Regions from separate parts of the Mus musculus genome. Here regions 1, 2 and 4 are each linked to region 3. The links are chromatin contacts, called in public HiChIP or PLAC-seq and promoter capture Hi-C maps. All regions are on one chromosome and are shown on one strand. Each heading gives the region's core, a stretch centred on a gene start, on an enhancer-like site or on the middle of the called end of the contact. The rest is flanking DNA. Distances are from core to core; before and after follow the strand shown.

The links. Promoter capture Hi-C pulls out the DNA fragments that hold promoters and counts their contacts. HiChIP or PLAC-seq counts read pairs in DNA pulled down with a chosen protein or histone mark.
Region 1: a contact with region 3 is called in a promoter capture Hi-C map of hippocampal neurons, with 2.4 times the contacts expected there. The contact joins the enhancer-like site here to the promoter of Ccnb2 in region 3. A contact is called at or near these places in 10 of 39 promoter capture datasets (the C10 cell line, the HPC-7 cell line, HPC-7-derived erythroid cells and 6 more), 1 of 484 Hi-C or Micro-C datasets (cerebellum) and 2 of 9 other capture datasets (liver and pancreatic islet).
Region 2: a RAD21 HiChIP or PLAC-seq map of pro-B cells shows a contact between it and region 3, with 16 times the contacts expected there. The contact joins the enhancer-like site here to the promoter of Ccnb2 in region 3. A contact is called at or near these places in 15 of 39 promoter capture datasets (the 3T3-L1 cell line, 3T3-L1-derived adipocytes, the C10 cell line and 10 more), 1 of 15 datasets of contacts at CTCF or cohesin (pro-B cells), 3 of 484 Hi-C or Micro-C datasets (the G1E-ER4 cell line, the HPC-7 cell line and LSK cells), 4 of 115 datasets of contacts at active chromatin or transcription factors (embryonic basal ganglia, epiblast stem cells, large pre-B cells and 1 more) and 2 of 9 other capture datasets (adipose tissue and liver).
Region 4: a contact with region 3 is called in an H3K27ac HiChIP or PLAC-seq map of large pre-B cells, with 6 times the contacts expected there. The contact joins the enhancer-like site here to the promoter of Ccnb2 in region 3. A contact is called at or near these places in 8 of 39 promoter capture datasets (the C10 cell line, cranial neural crest, frontonasal cranial neural crest and 4 more), 1 of 484 Hi-C or Micro-C datasets (cortical neurons), 1 of 115 datasets of contacts at active chromatin or transcription factors (large pre-B cells) and 2 of 9 other capture datasets (liver and pancreatic islet).

The regions. Positions count from the first base shown.
Region 1 is chr9:70,964,717-70,969,276 of GRCm38.p6, reverse strand. It overlaps Gm32074 (a long non-coding RNA gene), which reads left to right. Exons shown (of 3, transcript XR_379595.1): 3 at 1,921-2,339. Among named protein-coding and RNA genes, the nearest start is that of Gm46118, 8.6 kb to the right of the region's middle. Within about 2 kb of position 3,081, at least 18 of the 459 cell types and tissues checked have an H3K27ac peak or open chromatin away from gene starts, as enhancers often do. A contact at or near this core is called in hippocampal neurons, where this site is marked.
Region 2 is chr9:71,070,795-71,075,548 of GRCm38.p6, reverse strand. All of the region lies in intron 1 of Gm46120 (predicted gene, 46120), which reads right to left. Among named protein-coding and RNA genes, the nearest start is that of Gm46120, 4.0 kb to the right of the region's middle. Within about 2 kb of position 2,213, at least 13 of the 459 cell types and tissues checked have an H3K27ac peak or open chromatin away from gene starts, as enhancers often do. A contact at or near this core is called in pro-B cells, where this site is marked.
Region 3 is chr9:70,418,524-70,423,401 of GRCm38.p6, reverse strand. It overlaps Ccnb2 (cyclin B2), which reads left to right and starts at 1,848. Exons shown (of 9, transcript NM_007630.2): 1 at 1,848-1,985; 2 at 4,273-4,401; 3 at 4,495-4,608. The coding sequence starts at 1,962.
Region 4 is chr9:71,093,002-71,097,971 of GRCm38.p6, reverse strand. No RefSeq gene overlaps it. Among named protein-coding and RNA genes, the nearest start is that of Gm46120, 26 kb to the right of the region's middle. Within about 2 kb of position 3,716, at least 6 of the 459 cell types and tissues checked have an H3K27ac peak or open chromatin away from gene starts, as enhancers often do.

The DNA of each region.
Region 1 (4,560 bases), core at 1,832-4,331, 540 kb before region 3:
CATTGGACACCAATGTTGAAGAACTAAGAGGAGGATCTTCAGAAGCACCTGACTCCAGGGACACCTGCAGCCTGTGATCAATCGCCTGTGATCAGTTGCCTGTGACTCCCAATGCGTGAGTCATCTCAGTAATAAAACTGGGAGAAGACAGAATAACTGTGTCTCTGATTCCCCCACTCCTAGGATCTGCTATTAAGTATGTCCAGGGCAACAACAGATTATGAATTTGTTTGGAGAACCATTTAATTCGCCAACACTCTCAGGACTCAAGTGAGATTTGGAAGTGGAATTGGACAGAAGATTTGTTGCTAGCCAGAGTGAGTCTATAGAGAGAGCTGAGACACATGGCTGATTTTCCTCCCTTAGTGAACTTTTTCATACTTGAAAAGGAATAATTTCTCATGAATTGCACTTATCTGGGACAAAGGACAGAGAGTCTGTACATTCTCTTCCCTATCATATACCTCGTCCAATGGGAGATCTACCTCTTTTTCTAATAAAGTTGGCATCAATTTCTCTATGGCTCAATTCCCAGCCAAACAAAAAGCAAAATGAAACAGAAAAATTAGACTGCTGAACATGTATGCCTCCCAGTTTAGAATCAAATTGTTTACAACTGGGTCGTGACTCCCAACTAGAAAGTGATCCCTGGGAGCAGCCATGCCTAAGAAGCTGGAACCTTCCACATACCTAGAGCAGGGTATCTCCACCAGGACAACTTTGTCCCCCAGATGACATTGACAGCACCTGGAGTGGTCAGATTGTCACAACTGTTCTGTGGTGGGTACTGGGAGGCATAAAGTGGACGGAAGCCAAGATTCTGATCAATACCCAGAGCATCCCCACTGCGTGGAATGATGGGTGCAGTTTGGATGTGAAAGGCACCTCCAAAAGGGCCATGAATGGAAGGCTTAGTTCTAAGCTGGTGGAGTGGATCATTGAGACACAACTGGACCGTGATGGCTCTGCTCTGATCAATGGGTTAATCCAATAACAGGATTGTACATTTGTGACATTATTGAGAATCAATGAAAACTTCACAGGGGAGGGTCTGCTTGGAGGAAATGGATCACTGGAGTATCCTGAATATTCTTTCTCTGTTTCTCTCTGTCTGTCTGTATCTCTCTGTCTCTCTCTTTATCTCTGTCTCTCTCTTTGTATCTCTCTGTCTCTCTCTTTATCTTTCTGTCACTTGCTCTGTCTGTCTATCTGCCTGTCTCTCCATCACTACTATATCTATAATGATGTTCTGCTTTATCACAAATCCAGAAACTACAGATTTAGTTGACCATGGACCTTAATCTCTGTAGTCAAGAGCCAAACCAAATATTCCCTCCAAATCCTGCCATGAGCTTCCATACATGGCCCTTTGCGGGGAACACTTATCCAAACCAGAGAATCCACCAAAGTTATTTCCTTGTCTCATCAGTGGGCAAGGGCTTTTACTCAAAAGGACTGGGCAGATTGAAGCCAGAGAAGAAAAGGGGGCTCTCATGGTTTTCATCAACCCAGTGAATAAAGAGCTGATTGGGAAAGCATGAAGAACTTAGACTCCCAACCCACACAAAACTGGGCTCAATAGCTGATGTATAGAATCCCAGTGGTGAGGTGGAAGTCAGAGCTAAAAGATGCTCCAAAAGCTTGAGGGCCAGCTAGCTTGACAGACACAAGGCAAGTACACACGTGAGCACGCACACACACACACACACACACACACACACACACACACACACACACATGAATACACAACATAAGACAACACCTAAACCTATTACGTTAGAGGCTGTATGGGAACTTAATCCCAGGTGACCTGCATGGAGGCTGAAGTCTGAGAGTTACCACATTACATAACTGAATATGACCAATGCACCTGACAACTCAGTTCAAGAATAATAACAATAACTTCCTATTGTTTTCCAGACAAGGAAGATGAAACCCAACCAAGTTCAAGTATCGGCAACTGGTAGAAGCAGGAGACCAGCCCACAACCTGAATCCAGATCCCATCCTCCTACCACACTGAAAGTTCAGGCTTCTCCATGGGTTTGCTTCAGGTCAAGTATATTTAAAATCCTGTGGATGCCAGCCTGGAGTGCTTCAGAGTGCTCTGTGGAGGAGACACGGGAACGACAGAACTCCTTTCATGCTTTCCAGGCTGAAATGCCACATGGTCAAGAGTCAATCTGTACCCGTGTGATATACCCCCAGTGCATTAAGGTCCAGGCCATTCATGGCTATCATGTCTAAATAGTCTGCTTGTTCTAAATTTGCTCTGCGTGTGCGCCTTTCAAGAATAGCTCTTTTTAGCTGATCAACCCCTGTTTTCAAATGTAAATGTGCTTTGAAATAAATCTGCTCAATCACTTCTCCCTCAAAAAAAAAAAAATCATAGGCTAGCTGAATTACTCCAGAGAAATCCACAGTGGAGCATAGAATGTACAGCCTTGAGCCTGGGTTGCTTCTCATCCAGAGGGTGACTAAGGGCTTGCATAAGCTTATAACCAGACTTACAGCTCAGATCTCTGTGCAGCTCGCAAAGGGCACCGAGAGAGCCAGCCAAGCCCAGGAAATGTAAATGCCTCCATGCTGGCTTGCCTACCAATCACGAAATCGGTCAGATTTAAAATCGCCATAATTCATTTCAGCTTTACTACCTTTATTTTCATGACAGTGAGCCGAAAGGGGAAAAAAAATCCCTCTGTTAACAAAAAAAAAAAAAAAAGGGTCCTATCTGACAAACAAACGTGACAAACAAACGTTCGTGCAGTCTTGTGATGCATCTGAGAGTTATGTTCCGTGAAACTCGATCACTATCTGACAACAGGCGGGTAATTACTAACCTGTCTGAACAAACGAAACCAACGGTAGGTAGCTTTGCATCTTAGATGTCTAACTTTGTGACTTGGAGGTGACATTTTCTATTCTAAGTTCCTCTGAGGGGATAGAGAGATGACTCGGTGGTTTAGAGTCCTTCCTCCTCTTCCAGAGGACCCCAAATTCACTTCTCACCACCCACATGGAGCAAAACTCACAACTGTAAACAAGTATAACTGCAGCTTTAGAGTCCAATGCCATCTTCTGGCCTGTTGGGAAATGGTTTGGGCTCTGTGTATTCAGATCCTGCTTACTGTGCCTGGAGATCTGGTTGCAGTCAGGATGCTGGCATTGTCAAGCATCTCCTGTCTCAATCTTGAGTAAAAAAATCGTTTTCCATCACCTCTGATTGGTCAATAAAGAGATGACCAGCCCATAGTGGGGCAGGAGAGGATAAGGCGGGACTTCTGTGTGTGGGGCAGGGGAGTGGGAGTAGGATACTCATCATGTGCATTCACCATGAGCAGGTCACCAGCAGAGTCACCATGAGGACACCAATTGAGCAGGAGCAGCCAGGACAAGACTAAGGTGACAAGTAATGGGTCATGTGACTTGGACATAGGCAGTCATGGCGGGTTAGAATAGATGAGTAACTGCTTAGCTATAGTGCTTAAAGCTTGCTAACAAAAACAAGATCTCTGTATTGTTTATTTGAGAGGTAAAGGGGGCAATAGAGAAGTCCCCACCCCCCAAACTACTTTCATAGTGGCCTCAACAGTACACTCACATGCATGTACACTCATAAGCAGAAAGAAACAAAGCTTGGAGCTAATTTTGCTTGGTCTCACGCATTTTCTATGACTCACACCATAGTCTCAAATTTAAAATCAGATCTTAAGTCTGTGCTAAGGAGAGTACAGCAAATTTAATCCAAGGCACAGAGTGCTGATAAAGATGTTTAAGATAAAGAAAAGTTACGCATTATATAATATGAAACACAAAATGTTGTTTATTCTCAGAAGCTGTGTAAGAGCTGGGCAAAGCTAGAAGAAAAAAAGAGAAGAAAGCAGTTACATCATGGATGGGTGGGGTTGACATGTGTTTAGATTTCCACTAATTAGCTATCTGTCTGATGTTTTTAAACTGCGAGTTTAGGGAGCCATTTCTTCGAAGCCTATGAGAGAGCTGTTTGCTAACCTGCCATCTCTTTTCTCAGCTTTCCCAGGGCTGTTAGCCAAGTTGATATCATTGTTATTTATAGATAGTGTCATCTCCCAGAACTCAATATTGTTTCCAAAATTGTCACAAGCTTGTTTGTTCCAGGAGTCAAACCCTACAACCACCGCCACAGACTTCACACAGACTTCAGGTTTGGTCTGGGCTCCATTGTTGGCTGAGAACAAATAGGTGTAGCGGCTGTGGTGATACACACCTTTAATCCCATACTTGGGAGGCAGAGGCAGGTGGATCTCTGAGTTCAAGACCAGCCTGTCCTACAGAGTGAGTTCCAGGACGTCCAGGGCTACACAGAGAAACCCCGTCTCAAAAACAAAGCAAACAAACAAAAACCCACACAGGAGTTATACACAAAAGGAAAAAACCCTTCAGGAGAGTTTGCCCCATCCCTCCCTGCTTGTAGACTTGAAGTATCTGTTTCAGAATGAAACCTCTTCACCTCCCTCTCTAATCTACATCTGGCATCCCCGTTACCCAAAGCCAGGTTGAACAGCCTCCCAACATGGCAAGA
Region 2 (4,754 bases), core at 964-3,463, 650 kb before region 3:
ATAACCATGTGAGCTTCCAACCCTGCTTGTCCCTCCTGAACCCTCCCATTCCTCCAATATCCTTTAAGGCTGGGATGTGGGAAATGGGGGAGGGGCTTGAGAGACATGCTGGAAAAGTTAAGAACCAGAGGATTAAAAGAGAATTAAAGTATTGAGGAGGAGAATGTCCCAGAGATTTTTGACTTGGGTTCCTTATGAAAGGAGGGCACTGAGTCGCTGAGGCCAAAAGGGCAGCTTTGGAATCCAGACTCTGTTTGCCAGGCATCAGTGATGCCTTAGATGCACAGCGTATTCACATGAATACTTAGTATCTTATCTGATGTTCACCCCAACCCAGTGACATAGAATCAATGATTTTTACAGACCCAACCCAGGAAGTTAAGACTTGGAAAAGTAAAATTACACACACACACACACACACACCAGAAGTAGGTTGGGAAGATATCAAACTGCTCAAATAGACTGGAGTCTTCTACACATGCCACACATGCTGACATTCAAAACAACTCTGGGACTGTCAATTGCTTCATATACATAAGAAATAAGAAAATAATGAGGAAAAAAATACATGTGAGAAAGCAGAGCTTGGTGATGCATGCATGGAATCCCCAGTACTCAGGAGGCAGAGACAGGAAGATCATTGTAAGTTTGAGACCAGGCTAGGCTACATAGGGAATCTGTGCCTCAAAAACATGGGAGGAGTTGGACCTTTGGCTCAGTGGTTGAGAGCACTTGCTGCTCTCGAAAAAGACCTGAGTTCAATTCCCAGCACCTACATCAGGTGGTTTACAACCACCTATAACTCCAGATCCAGGACAGCTGATGCCTGCCTCTGGGCTCCTTGTGCAGCTGCAAGAATGTATACATGTAAACATATAAGCACATATAATACACATAAATAAAAATAAATCTTCCAAAAATAGCCCACAAGGTAACTAAACATTATGCCTACTAACTGGAACTCAACATTATAATGGGCATAATGGGTCACATCTGATTAAAACATCTCCTACATGTTCTACTTGATTATTATTATAATACATTCTATACATTGATATTTTTACAAATCATGTTCTTTATAACGTCTGCTTATAACATTCATATCTTTTTAAGATATTCAATTACTTTTGAGACTCACTTTGTAAGTTTGAAGCTTTCCATGAGATGGGATGTAATATTATATAAAATAGTTTTGCCCCAGACGGATCATATATTCTAAGTAAGGGCAATAGTATCATATGAGACAAATTTATATATTTACAATTTGTTTTCTAAGATTCAGTTTCTCTTCATGAACATGTGTGTTATGATATGAATCCATATGGTCGTTCTGCTCCTGATTCAAAGTCACAAACTCTACCTGTACACACACACACACACACACACACACACACACACACACACACACACACACACAGGGCACACTCGGTGGAAGGAGCCTATGCTACCACCAGGTGGTGACAGAGTGCTGTGGTCTGTGACAGATATGGCTTCAAACAGTGGGGAACCCAAATTTGTGGGCTTTCCCCCCATTAATTAATTGATTTATTCACTTTACATCCCAGTTGCAACCCCACATCTCCTTTCAGTTTCCCTCCCCCCAGATCTTTCCCCAAACCCCCTTCACCTCTGAGAAGGGGGAGGTCCCTCCCAGGGGACCAACACACCCTGGCACCTCAAGTGATTAGTCGCAAGACTAGGCGCATCCTTTCCTACTGAGGCTAGACAGAGCAGCCCAGGTAGGGAAGCAGAAGCCACAGGCAGGCAACTGAGTGAGCCCCCACTCCAGTTGTTGGGACAATTTGTAATCATAGATTCTTGCTCCTTGCCTTGCTAGAGCATTTGCTGGAATAGTATGATGCAAGCAAGCTTAAGGCACAACAATTTTAAAGGTTTTTGCACGGGTTTTACACATTAGAGCATGGGAGAATCTTTCCCTTTTGGTCTCTCAGTGCTTCTTTTTAGCACAAATATCTTTGGCAAAAATATATAAATAAATCACTCAATCCGTAGGCTGCTTAAGGGTGAAACCCTCAAAAATCTCTCAATTATGTTGGACAAAAAAGTTCCAAAGCCCAGTTTCAAGCTAGGCCCCTGTCCAGATAATTTTCTCTACCAGCAAAGCTTTTAAAAGGGCAGCCCCTGGGGGAAGATGAGAATGTTAACATAATTTTCTGAATTGCTTCCCCGAGAAGTCTGTATTCATTATATCCACTTCCTGTGGTGAGGGTTAAGGGTGTGTTCCTGTCGGTAGAGTGCTAGCCTCACGGCACAGAGCTCTGTGGTCCATCTGAATAAAGATCAGAAAACCAAGGTCATCTCTGGTAGCGTACAGTTTGAGGTCAGCTGGGGCTGCAGGATACCCTGTCTTGAAGCAAAAAATAAATAAAAATAAAAAATAAAAAATACATGTAATATGATATAATATAAAGAGCAATGAAAAGAATTTGAAGGATGGTGGTAAGAAGGCTTTGGGAGGCAGCCATCTATCCCAGGATGCCCAACCCTGTTTCACACCTGTGCAGAGAAAATTTTAAAAAATGACTATTTCAAACCCTTTCTTCAAGACCTTCATTTCTTTTCCATTAGCAGAAGAAATGCAAGGGCCACTCCATCTGGGCGAGCCTCACAAACTCTGCATACTGAAGCACTCCCAGCCCCCCCCCCCCCCCCCAGTGTGTGTCCTTGCTGCTTAGCAAGCCGCAGGGAACACAGTGGTGACATAAGCATGGGCTGGTACAGAGGCAATGAGGACCACGTGGCTCATCGCACCAGCAAGCAGACAGGACCACCGAGAAGTCTCTGGTTCACCCCGTCAACACCTTGAGAGGCTGAAACTGACCTCTGGGCCCCCTCCACCCCACGTGAGGCTTCCCAGTGACAAGGAGACTAGAAAGAGTCAGCCTCACCCAGGTGACAAGAGGTCGGACCTGTGAGCAAGGGCAGCAGCTGAAGCTTCTGGAAGGATCTATCAGCCCAGCTGAAGAAGTAGCTCACCTCTCACATCTCTGCAGGAAGGCACAGATAGTTTGTGACTTTGAATCAGAAGCAGAGTAACCATCCAGGCTCATAATTCAGAGAGAGGGAAATAAGATAACTTGAAAAGGGGCAGCCCCTGGGGGAAGATGAGAATGTTAACATAATTTTTGGAATTGCTTTCCCGAGCAGGCTACATTCATTATATATTATATCCATTTCCTGTATTCTCTCATGTAGTCGGGCTCAGTCATAATTAAGCTTTTCTTCAGCACAAGTATTCTTTCTCCAGTCCCTGTTGTCAGGCGTGACGCTACTCACATATCCTGCAGTGCACACCTGCCACCTGCTTATGATGGAGAGAACAGGAGGATGTGTGGTGTCCTCAAAAGCCAAGATCAGTTTTGAGCCACCTCCAAACCCTCCAGGAGTACAGCAGATGCTGGCCATGGTGACGTGAGACACCTGGCTGGCCGAGCTATCTTGTGTGCCTCTAGGAGACTGGAGCAGGAGGAAGGGCAGCACGGAAACCAGGAGAGGGAACAGACAGTAAGCGAAGGTGGCAGAGTAGCCTGGGCTAGAACAATGACTGTGTTCACAGCAGTGGAGGCAGGGACTCAGGACAGCTGGGACTTACTGGTGACACAGAATGATCAGGTTCTGATGTACAATTAATTGTACAGTGTGAGGAGATATATGTTACATGACTGGCTTGTAAGTCTCTTTAAGAATAGGAGTCTTAGGAAGTCAAGGCAATTTTGTGCTACTGACAGACTCTCTGTGGCTCAGACCTTCCTCAGTTGGCAGGCAATAAAGCAAAAGGCCACCTGGATAGAATGGCTCAAAGGCCAGGCCTTCTGAGCACAGGAAAATTTGGCCATAACTCTGTATAGGAGTAAAAATCTACAGCCTTGATGCTTCAGCGCCTAGCTGGAGACCAGAGTGGTTCTCTGTGGAGAAAGAGAAGTGAGGTTTTGTCCTCAGGCCCAGGAGAGCACAGAAGTGAGCCGGTGGGCTCAAAGGCAAACACTTACTGGCCAACCCTTACCTGAAGAATGTAATCTCTGTAAATAGGAACAAGGGGAGAGAAGGGCAGAGAAGGAGGGGAGAGACAGGTGAGCATGCTCATGGAGTGGTCATGGATCTATGGAGAGCAATTGTGGGAGGGAATGAAAGCCTTTAGCTCCTGACCCTTTGTTTCCATTTGTCCAGGTAATGCTGTGGGATTATACTCTCCACTATCCCTTGTGCTTCTTGGCTGTTCCATCCGGCTCATAGGAAACTAGATCTCCTCACAACAGTGTTCAAGCAAGTACAAATGGACACCTCTATACCCATGGTGTCTCTGGCCCAGGAGTCAGCAGTCATGTGTGGGTTATGGCTCCACCCAGTCTCATGTCTCTGTAGGAACTGGGAATCCCTGCAGGTGATGCACAGGTGCCTGAGGTCAAGGCAGACTGGAGAGAATGGGATGTGAGTGGGATGAAGGCTCAGAGCAGCTGCCACAGTGCACCTGACGGTGAGATAGAAGTCAGAGCTCAGTTCCTAGCAAGGAAGAAAGCTCCCCCTGTAGCCTCTGAGAATGTGGTCAGCGCACAGTAGTCTTCTGACAGAATGGGAACCAGGCCAATCAGGGCAGACACATAGTCAGAGATGGAGTGCCATCCTCCAAGTCCACTGAGGGACTGAGAGCTGAGGCGCCTGTGTCAGTGTGGCAGGAGCTTGTCCTCAGGTGCCCCCTTAAGTCAGACACACTTCTAAACTCTATATTTAGAGTA
Region 3 (4,878 bases), core at 599-3,098:
AATGAGTGGGCATGGAAGAAGAATCCCAAACCAATACAATTTGGCCATTTTAGATTCAGCACAGGGGCTAGCCATGCAGCTCATGGTAGACTCCCTTGGCCTCAGGAAGCCCTGGGTTCTGACAGTGCAATATACTAGTTGTAGTGCAGCTTGTAATCCCACTCAGGAGGTAGAGGCAGGAGGATTAGAAATTCAAGGTCGGGCTGGAGAGATGGCTCAGGGGTTAAGAGCACTGATTCCTTTTCCAGAGGTCCTCAGTTCAATTCCCAGCAACCACCTGGTGGCTTACAATCATTTGTAATGGAATCTAATGTCTGTCTGGTGTGTCTGATGACAGTACTCATATTACATAAAATAAATAAATCTTTTTTTAAAGTATTAAAAAAAAATTCAAGGTCATCCTCAACTACATAGAAAGCTGTAAACCGGCCTAGAACACATGCGACCATGTTGTGAAGTCCATTCACCACAGTAACCTGAAGTACAGCCAATGGCTTTGTTAAAGTTAAAGTTCAGTTAGAGAATAGGTCTGAGTTGCCAAATTGGTGCTGAAATCATGAGTTTAAGAGGTCCTCCTGCCATTTCTGAGTTCAAGGCCAGCCTGGTCTACAGAGTGAGTTCCAGGACTGCCAGGGCTATACAAAGAAACCCTGTCTCAGGAAAAAAAAAAATCCTCCTGCCTTAGCCTCCCAAGTAACTGGAATTATTACAAGCATGTGCTAATAGTACAAACTGCAGAGCACATTTTCTTCCCCAATCCAAACCAAAGCTTCCCAAGAAAGAGAAAGCTATGCGTAACCTCTGTGATTGTAAGGATGATGGACCAAGAGTCAGCAGCCACAGAACTTTCATTTCCTTTAGCAGGTACTTGAGAGAACTTAATGGGATATAAATAGTTATTTCTGCTCCTTTGGTTTCCAATATCCATGTGTAATTTAGGTCGAGGGGTAGTACTGCCACCTTGTCTTTTCAGGTGGGAGTGTTGGACAACACTGGTTCTTCCTTTAGACTCAGATTGGAAATGTCAGATTTGGGCGAAGGGGGAGGGAGCATTTATTATTTCCCAATAGAAGGGACTTGAACAAGACTGATGGGGTAGCCTGATCTCAAGTCGTTCTGCTGGCACTGCACCATTTTCTGTGTTGTTACCTAGTCTTTTCCCCAGGGTAATATTCTGGTTTTGTTTTTTGTTTTTGTTTTTGTTTTCTGTCTTGTCTCTCACTGTTCACAACTTGGGATACTCATTATTTTTCTTTTGAAATCTTGTGCACATCACACCGTCATTTGACAAATAGTTTCTGAGTTCTACTGTATTGTGCTGGAAGTCACACAAATCACGTCTAGTTTGAATTATGACTCTGCTGGGGATCTGTTTTAGGAAGACCACATACAGTACACATCCGAGTCACAATCATCTTGTAGCCCTGAACGACCTGGAGACGATGGCTTCATTTGCCAGACCATTCCAATCCAAATTCCCAGGTAGACGTTTCCGGAAGAGGAAGTAAGGTCAGAAGTAGCATTTCCAGGAAGTTCTCTGGAACCCACTTCTACCTAACCCAGAACAAACTTTTAAAGACATATGTCCTTAGGTGATGGCTCCCCACTCCTACCCCTAAAATTAAGACAATCTTTTCCAGTAGGAGGAAAAATTATTTTATTTAATATCAGGGACTAGAATTTGAAAATAAGACTGTAGACAAGGAAACAACAAAGCCTGGTGGCCTCGCTGGTTGCTATGACAAGCAAATACAAGCCAGCCAATCAACGTGCAGAAAGGCCTTCCAGTCTAGCCAATGGGTTGCGCGCGCCCTGCGTGCGTCTACCCAATAGTGCGTCAGCGGCGCGGTATTTGAATCGCGGACCGGGCGGTGGACGCGGAGCGGCGGGGCCCTGACCCTCCCAACGGTGTCGCAGACCGGAGTGGCTGTGCCTCGTCCGCACTTGCCAGGGCGGCCCTCATGGCGCTGCTCCGACGCCCGACGGTGAGTGCGCCGGGGCTACGGTGCCCTGTCCTGCCGGGTAGCCCGGGAGGCTGCCGGAGAGGCCCTGGCAGAGCTAAAGCGGTCCAGAGGCCCGGCCTGGGGTCTTCATTCCTGTTACCACTCAGGGCTGTGCTGCGCTGGGGATGAGGACCGGGAGGAACCGGGAAGCCGCCCAGTGCCATTTCTCTACTTTTCACATTTTTCAGTTTGCTTCGTGTGAGCTTCCCATTCGCGTCTTCATACTGCCTTCCTGGCCAAGGTCATTAAAGTGTGGTTTTGTCCTCTTAAAAAAAAAAAAAAACAGAAATAACAAAATGAAAACAAATACCCACCTAAGTGCTGGGCGGTGGTGGTGCACGCCTTTAATCCCAGCACTTGGGAGGCAGAGGCAGGCGGATTTCTGAGTTCGAGGCCAGCCTGGTCTACAGAGTGAGTTCCAGGACAGCCAGGGCTATTCAAAGAAACCCTGTCTCGAAAAAAGCAAAAAACAAAAAACAAAAACACCCAAGTGTAAGAGGAAACGTACAAAACTTGGATCCTAGGATGGCAGACAGTTGGGCAAAAGGCCAAATTCCTTTAATTACCTTTTTGAGAATGAAAGTATTACTGACTTTTAGGCTTTAATTGTACTAGGGTCGGTCTACTTTAGTTGAAAACAAGAGGGCCCCCGACACAGCTGCTGCCATTGTCCTGGCTAGTTAAAAGCCTCCAATTCCTCTTCCCAGTGAATTCAGGGGTACCCCTCATTACCAGGCTTTAACTCATAAGAAATTGAACTTTCAAACTCATTTTGAATTTAGCCGTGGGAAGCTAGCAGTAAAGACCGAACAGCTTAGATTTGGGGATCAGAATCCTAAACAATGAGGAACATACAGTCAGGGTTCATGTCTTGTAGCTCTAACTGCCACTAACAAGTTAATTTTTGTCTAATTTGTTCTTTCAAATTATTTAACAGTTAAAGTCTTGTGTAGGGATGGGGTACAGTTTATCTGGTCTATCCTACACAGGTCATCTTAAAAAAAAACAAAAAAACCCCAACCTTTGGAGAGGTTTTTTTGTTTGTTTTGTAGGATTAGTTCCCCCCCTCCCCCAACACTCAGAAAGTTAAATATTTTTTTCTCATGGAATACTTGTTATTGTACCACACTGTAAACTTTGGGGTATGAATAGCAAGCCTTGTTTCTTAACTGTATTCAAGATGAAGGCAATTAATTTCAAGTAACACTATTTTTTTTTTTTTTCGTTTTCATTCAAGTCTGACTCTCCCAATACTTGAGAGGTAAAATGACTTCCCCATCCTGTTGTCATTGGGAATGTCCTTAATTTGAGTCTATGCTATAGGAAGCTGTTTCTGAAGGGCTTTCCTTGGAAGTGCTATTTCTTATTCTTTGGTTGGCGTTATAACCCAAGCTGGTGTGAAGTCTGAAACATGGAGTTTTAAACAGCTGGGCTATCATTAACTATTGGTATCAAAGCTCTTTATCATTGCAGCTATACTGTGTGAATGGAAGTTTCTAAGAGAACCGACAGGGATCTCTTAACAGCAGACGCAGGTTACTTATAAGAAGTAATCATTTAGGTGGGAGGCTTTGGTGTCGCTTGAAAACTGCTTGAATATGCAAAACAATTTATAAGATCAGTAAAAAGATCTTTGTTTTATTGGTAAGGCAGTGGGTGTTTGCCTAATGGAGAGTGATATTTCAAATAGCATTTTTAGATTTCTTTAAATGTACCTTTTCCCATAAAAAATAATTAAATTTAAAGACAAAAACCAAAACCTAACTCTGCAAGTTTGAGGCCAGCCTGGTCTCCAGAGCGACTTCCAGGATAGCCTTGTCTCCAGAATGAGTTCCAGGACAGCCAGGGCTATAGAGAAACCCTGTCTTGAAAAACCAAACAAATTAAGCTTTTGTTTGAAGTGCATAAATAGAGTACATCATGTGTGCAGTCCGTTCATGGGCCAGAAGAGTATGTCAGATCCCCTGGAATGGAGCTACAGTTTGTAAGCTGCCATGTGAATACTGGGAATTGAACCCAGTCCACAGCACGACAAGCCAGGAGAAGCTAATGCTCTTAACTGCTGAGAGCCATCTCCAGTTCTACCTTCTCCTTTTAAAATAGATGTCAGCATATTCACCTTACCAGGGTAGCTCTGACTTTTGAGTATTTGACATTATGTAGGTAGGTGTTTTTCATTTTTTTCTGTATTTAATGGCTTTTTTTTTTGTTTGTTTGTTTGTTTGCTTGCTTGTTGTCGGTGTGGTCTTTTTGTATGTTTTGTTTTAAGGTGTCCAGTGATTTGAAGAATATTGACACAGAAGTTATTCCTAAAGCCAAGAGCCATGTGACTATCCGGCGGGCAGTTTTAGAAGAAATTGGAAATAAAGTTAGAAACAGAACCACTCAGGTGGCGAAGGTAACAAGGACAAGATGGCATGTGTGGAGGGCCACACTGTACAGGGGCTACGCTGGTCATCCTGCACTGCTCACTGGTCATCTTCCTTTATAGAAACCTCAGAACACCAAAGTACCAGCTCTGCCCACCAAAGTGACAAATGTCAACAAGCAGCCGAAACCCACAGCCTCTGTGAAACCAGTGCAGATGGAGGCGCTAGCTCCCAAGGTAGGAGGTCCTGACTTCACCGCATGCAATCAAAGCCTTTCCTTTCCATCTCATGTGTATGGGTGATTTGTCTGCATATATGTCTGAGCGCTGGGTTTGAGACCGGTGCCCTATTGGGGGAAAAAAAGAAGGCATCAGATCCCCTGTAACTGAAGTTACAGATGGTTGCAAGCTGACACATGGATGCTAAGGAACCAACCTGGATCTCTGCAAGAGCAGCCAGTGCTCTTAACCACCGAGTCATCTCCCCAGTCCCCAACTTGGTGATGC
Region 4 (4,970 bases), core at 2,467-4,966, 670 kb before region 3:
AAGTGGTTTATCAAGTTTAGGCGTTCTGTGGTGGAATTTTTAGGGTCACTTATATATACTATCATATCATCTGCAAAAAGTGATATTTTGACTTCTTCCTTCCCAATTTGTATCCCCTTGATCTCCTTTTGTTGTCGAATTGCTCTGGCTAGGACTTCAAGTACAATGTTGAATAGGTAGGGAGAAAGTGGGCAGCCTTGTCTAGTCCCTGATTTTAGAGGGATGCTTCCAGCTTCTCACCATTTACTTTGATGTTGGCTACTGGTTTGCTGTAGATTGCTTTTATCATATTTAGGTATGGGCCTTGACTTCCTGATCTTTCCAAGATTTTTATCACAAATGGGTGTTAGATTTTGTCAAATGCTTTCTCCACGTCTAAGGAAATGATCATGTGGTTTTTGTCTTCAAGTTTCTTTATATAGTGGGTTACGTTGATGGAATTCCGTATATTAAACCATCCCTGCATCCCTGCAATGAAACCTACTTGGTCAGGATGGATGATTGTTTTGATGTGTTCTTGGATTCAGTTAGCAAGAATTTTATTGAGTATTTTTGCATCGATATTCATAAGAGAAATTGTTCTGAAGTTCTCTATCTTTGTTGGATCTTTCTGTGGTTTAGGTATCAGAGTAATTGTGGCTTCATAGAATGAATTGGGTAGAGTACTTTCTGATTCTATTTTGTGGAATAGTTTGTGAATAACTGGAATTAGATCTTCTTTGAAGGTCTGGTAGAACTCTGCACTAAACCCATCTAGTCCTGGGCTTTTTTGATTGGGAGACTATTAATGACTGCTTCTATTTCTTTAGGGGATATGGGACTGTTTAGATCATTAACTTGATTCTGATTTAACTTTGGTACCTGGTATCTGTCTAGAAATTTGTCCATTTGATTCAGGTTTTCCAGTTTTGTTGAGTATAGCTTTTTGTAGAGGGTCTGATGGTGTTTTGGATTTCTTCAGGATCTGTAGTTATGTCTCCCTTTTCATTTCTGATTTTGTTAATTAGGATGCTGTCCCTGTGCCCTCTAGTGAGTCTAGCTAAGGGTTTATCTATCTTGTTGATTTTCTCAAAGAACCAACTCCTCATTTGGTTGATTCTTTGAATAGTTCTTGTTTCCACATGGTTGATTTTGCCCCTGAGTTTGATTATTTCCTGCCTTCTATTCCTCTTGGGTGAATTTGCTTCCTTTTTTTCTAGAGCTTTTAGGTGTGTTGTCAAGCTGCTAGTGTGTGCTTTCTCTAGTTTCTTTTTGGAGACACTCAGAGCTATGAGTTTTCCTCTTAGAAATGCTTTCATTGTGTCCCATAAATTTGGGTATGTTGTGGCTTCATTTTCATTAAACTCTAAAAAGTCTTTAATTTCTTTCTTTATTCCTTCCTTGACCAAGGTATCATTGAGAAGAATGTTGTTCAGTTTCCTCGTGAATGTTGGCTTCCTATTATTTATGTTGTTATTGAAGATCAGCCTTAGTCCATGGTGATCTGATAGGATGCATGGCACAATGTCAATATTTTTTATCTGTTGAGGCCTGTTTTGTGACCAATTATATGGTCAGTTTTGGAGAAGGTACCATGAGGTGCTGAGAAGAAGGTATATCCTTTTGTTTTAGGATAAAATGTTCTGTAGATATCTGTTAAATCCATTTGTTTCATAACTTCTGTTAGTTTCACTGTGTCCCTGTTTAGTTTCTGTTTCCACGATCTGTCCATTGATGAAAGTGGTGTGTTGAAGTCTCCCACTATTATTGTGTGAGGTGCAATGTGTGCTTTGAGCTTTACTAAAGTTTGTTTAATGAATTTGGCTGCCCTTGCATTTGGAGCATACATATTCAGAATTGAGAGTTCCTCTTGGAAGATTTTTACCTTTGATGAGTATGAAGTGCCCCTCCTTGTATTTTTTGATAACTTTGGGTTGGAAGTCGATTTTATCCGATATTAGAATGGCTACTCCAGCTTGTTTCTTCAGACCATTTGCTTGGAAAATTGTTTTCCAGCCTTTCATTCTGAGGTAGTGTCTGTCTTTTTCCCTGAGATGGTTTCCTGTAAGCAGCTAAATGTTGGGTCCTGTTTGTGTAGCCAGTCTGTTAGTCTATGTCTTTTTATTGGGGAATTGAGTCCATTGACATTAAGAGATATAAAGGAAAAGTAATTGTTGCTTCCTATTATTTTTGTTGTTAGAGTTGGCATTCTGTTCTTGTGGCTGTCTTCTTTTAGGTTTATTGAAGGATTATTTTCTTGCTTTTTCTAGGGCATGGTTTCCGTCCTTGTATTAGTTTTTTTTTTTTTTTTCTGTTATTATGCTTTGAAGGGCTGGATTCATGGAAAGATAATGTGTGAATTTGGTTTTGTCATGGAGTACTTTGGTTTCTCCATCTATGGTAATTGAAAGTTTGGCTGCATATAGTAGCCTGGGATGGCATTTGTGTTCTCTTAGTGTCTGTATAACATCTGTCCAGGCTCTTCTGGCTTTCATAGTCTCTGGTGAAAAATCTGGTGTAATTCTTATTGGCTTGCCTTTATATGTTACTTGACCTTTTTCCATTACTGCTTTTAATATTCTATCTTTATTTAGTGCATTTTTTTGTTCTCATTATTATATGTTGGGAGCAATTTCTTTTCTGGTCCAGTCTATTTGGAGTTCTGTAGGCTTCTTGTATGTTCATGGGCATCTCTTTCTTTAGGTTTGGGAAGTTTTCTTCTATAATTTTGTTGAAGATATTTGCTGGCCCTTTAAGTTGAAAATCTTCATTCTCATCTACTCCTATTATCTGTAGGTTTGGTCTTCTCATTGTGTCCTGGATTTACTGGATGTTTTAAGATTTTTTTGCATTTTGCATTTTCTTTGATTGTTGTGCAGATGTTCTCTCTGAAATCTTCTGCACCTGAGATTCTCTCTTCCATCCCTTATATTCTGTTGCTGATGCTCGCATCTATGGTTCCAGATTTCTTTCCTAGTGTTTCTATCTCCAGCGTTGCCTCACTTTGGGTTTTCTTTATTGTGTCTACTTCCCTTTTTAGGTCTTGTATGGTTTTGTTCATTTCCATCACCTGTTTAGATGTGTTTTTCTGTTTTTCTTTAAGGACTTGTAACTCTTTAGCAGTGTTCTCCTGTATTTCTTTAAGCGAGTTATTAAAGTCCTTCTTGATGTCCTCTACCATCATCATGAGATATGCTTTTAAATCTGGGTCTAGCTTTTCGGGTGTGTCGAGGTGCCCAGGACTCGCAGAGGTGGGAGTGCTCAGTTCTGATGATGGTGAGTGGTCTTGGTTTCTGTTAGTAAGATTCTTACGTTTGCCTTTCACCATCTGGTAATCTCTGGAGTTAGTTGTTATAGTTGTCTCTGGTTAGAGCTTGTTCCTCTCATGATTCTGTTAGGCTCTATCAGCCGACATGGGAGACTAGCTCTCTCCTGAGTTTCAGTGGTTAGAGCACTCTCTGCAGGCTAGCTCTCCTCTTGCAGGGAAGGTGCACAGATATCTGGAGTTCGGACCTGCTTCCTGGCAGAAGATGAAGGCCCAAAACAGGGCCTGTGTCCAGAAGCTGTTAGCTTCTGTGGTCCACACTCTCACCTGTGCAGACTAGTCTCAGCAGGATCCGGGAACCAAGGTGGCTCCCCCAGGTGCTACGGCAAAGCCCTCCTAGGTGGGGCAGGCGCCCCTCCTCTGGCAGGGAAGGTGCCCGGATGTCAAGAGCCCAAAATGGGTTCTGCCTCAGTAGCTCTGTGGCTTCTGCCTGTTCCAGAAGCTGTTAGCTTCTGTGACAACTTCCTGTTTTGAACATCACATCAAACCCGGGAGGGAAATTCGATCATTCTCACTGTGCAAAAGAGAAACTGAGGCCCAGAGAAGCTGACTAGCTGGCCTTGTTCACAATGATGAGAGCCAGGATTTCAACCCAGGTGTGTTGGATCACCAAACCTGAGTTCTCCAGATCCCAGGATGAATTATTCATGATCATGTAGGGAACAAATTAGTGTTCATTAGGAAACTACACAAGTTGATAACATAGCAGCCAGCCATGTCAGACTAAATTTAAATCATTTCATTAGAGTGTTCTTTTCTGAAAATACACAGAAAGAACCAATATATCTCAACTCTAAATTCTCCACAATGTCATCATGAGCCAAAGGGAATAGAAGACCAGCATGAAGAGCTACTGATCAGCCAAGTTTGTAGCTAGAACCTTTCTTAAGTGTCACTCAGAGGATAGAACAAAACCTCTACTCCATTGGCCTGAGTGTCCTCCCAAAGGACTCTGAATTTGCCAGGTCCCATTTGAAAATTTTAATCAGTGCTTTGAATAAAATGTGTATGACTTATTTGTAAAACTGCAGATGATAAAAGAGTAATTATTATATGGGTGGCAAATTTGGATGGTTTTTCTTTTTTCAGCTGCAATGACCATTCACTAAGTGTTGCTCCATTCAAGTATCAAAAACTACTCAGAAAAATATTTAAAGCACCTTACTAAAAGATTAACTGTATGGAGCTGGAAGGATGGTTCAGCAATTAAGAGTGGTCTTTGGTCTCCCGTGCCCATGTCAGGTGCATTACAGCTGCCTGTATCTCCAGATCCAGAGCAGATGCCCTCTTCTGGCTTTTTCTAGCACCTTCAGGAAGTGTACAACCCCACCCCATGCCCCAAACTACAACACATGCAAACAAATATTTTAAAATACTTTTGTTTTTAAAAAATACTAAATGGGTTAAGTCCTACTCATCAATTTTATCAATGACTTTGATAAAATATTCATGACATAAAATATATCAAATTAAAGATGACACAAATGATGATTATTAGATGACAAATTATTCTGTTAGATATGAGGCAGTGTGTCACTAAGGACAATAAGGGAAAAATATAAAATCTCTCATAAGTCCACGGTACTATTTAAGAAGAGATTGGAGAAATAGTCTAATCATTGTCCTGTGGTAGACAGCAGGGAATAGCAGCTGGCTACACAACTGA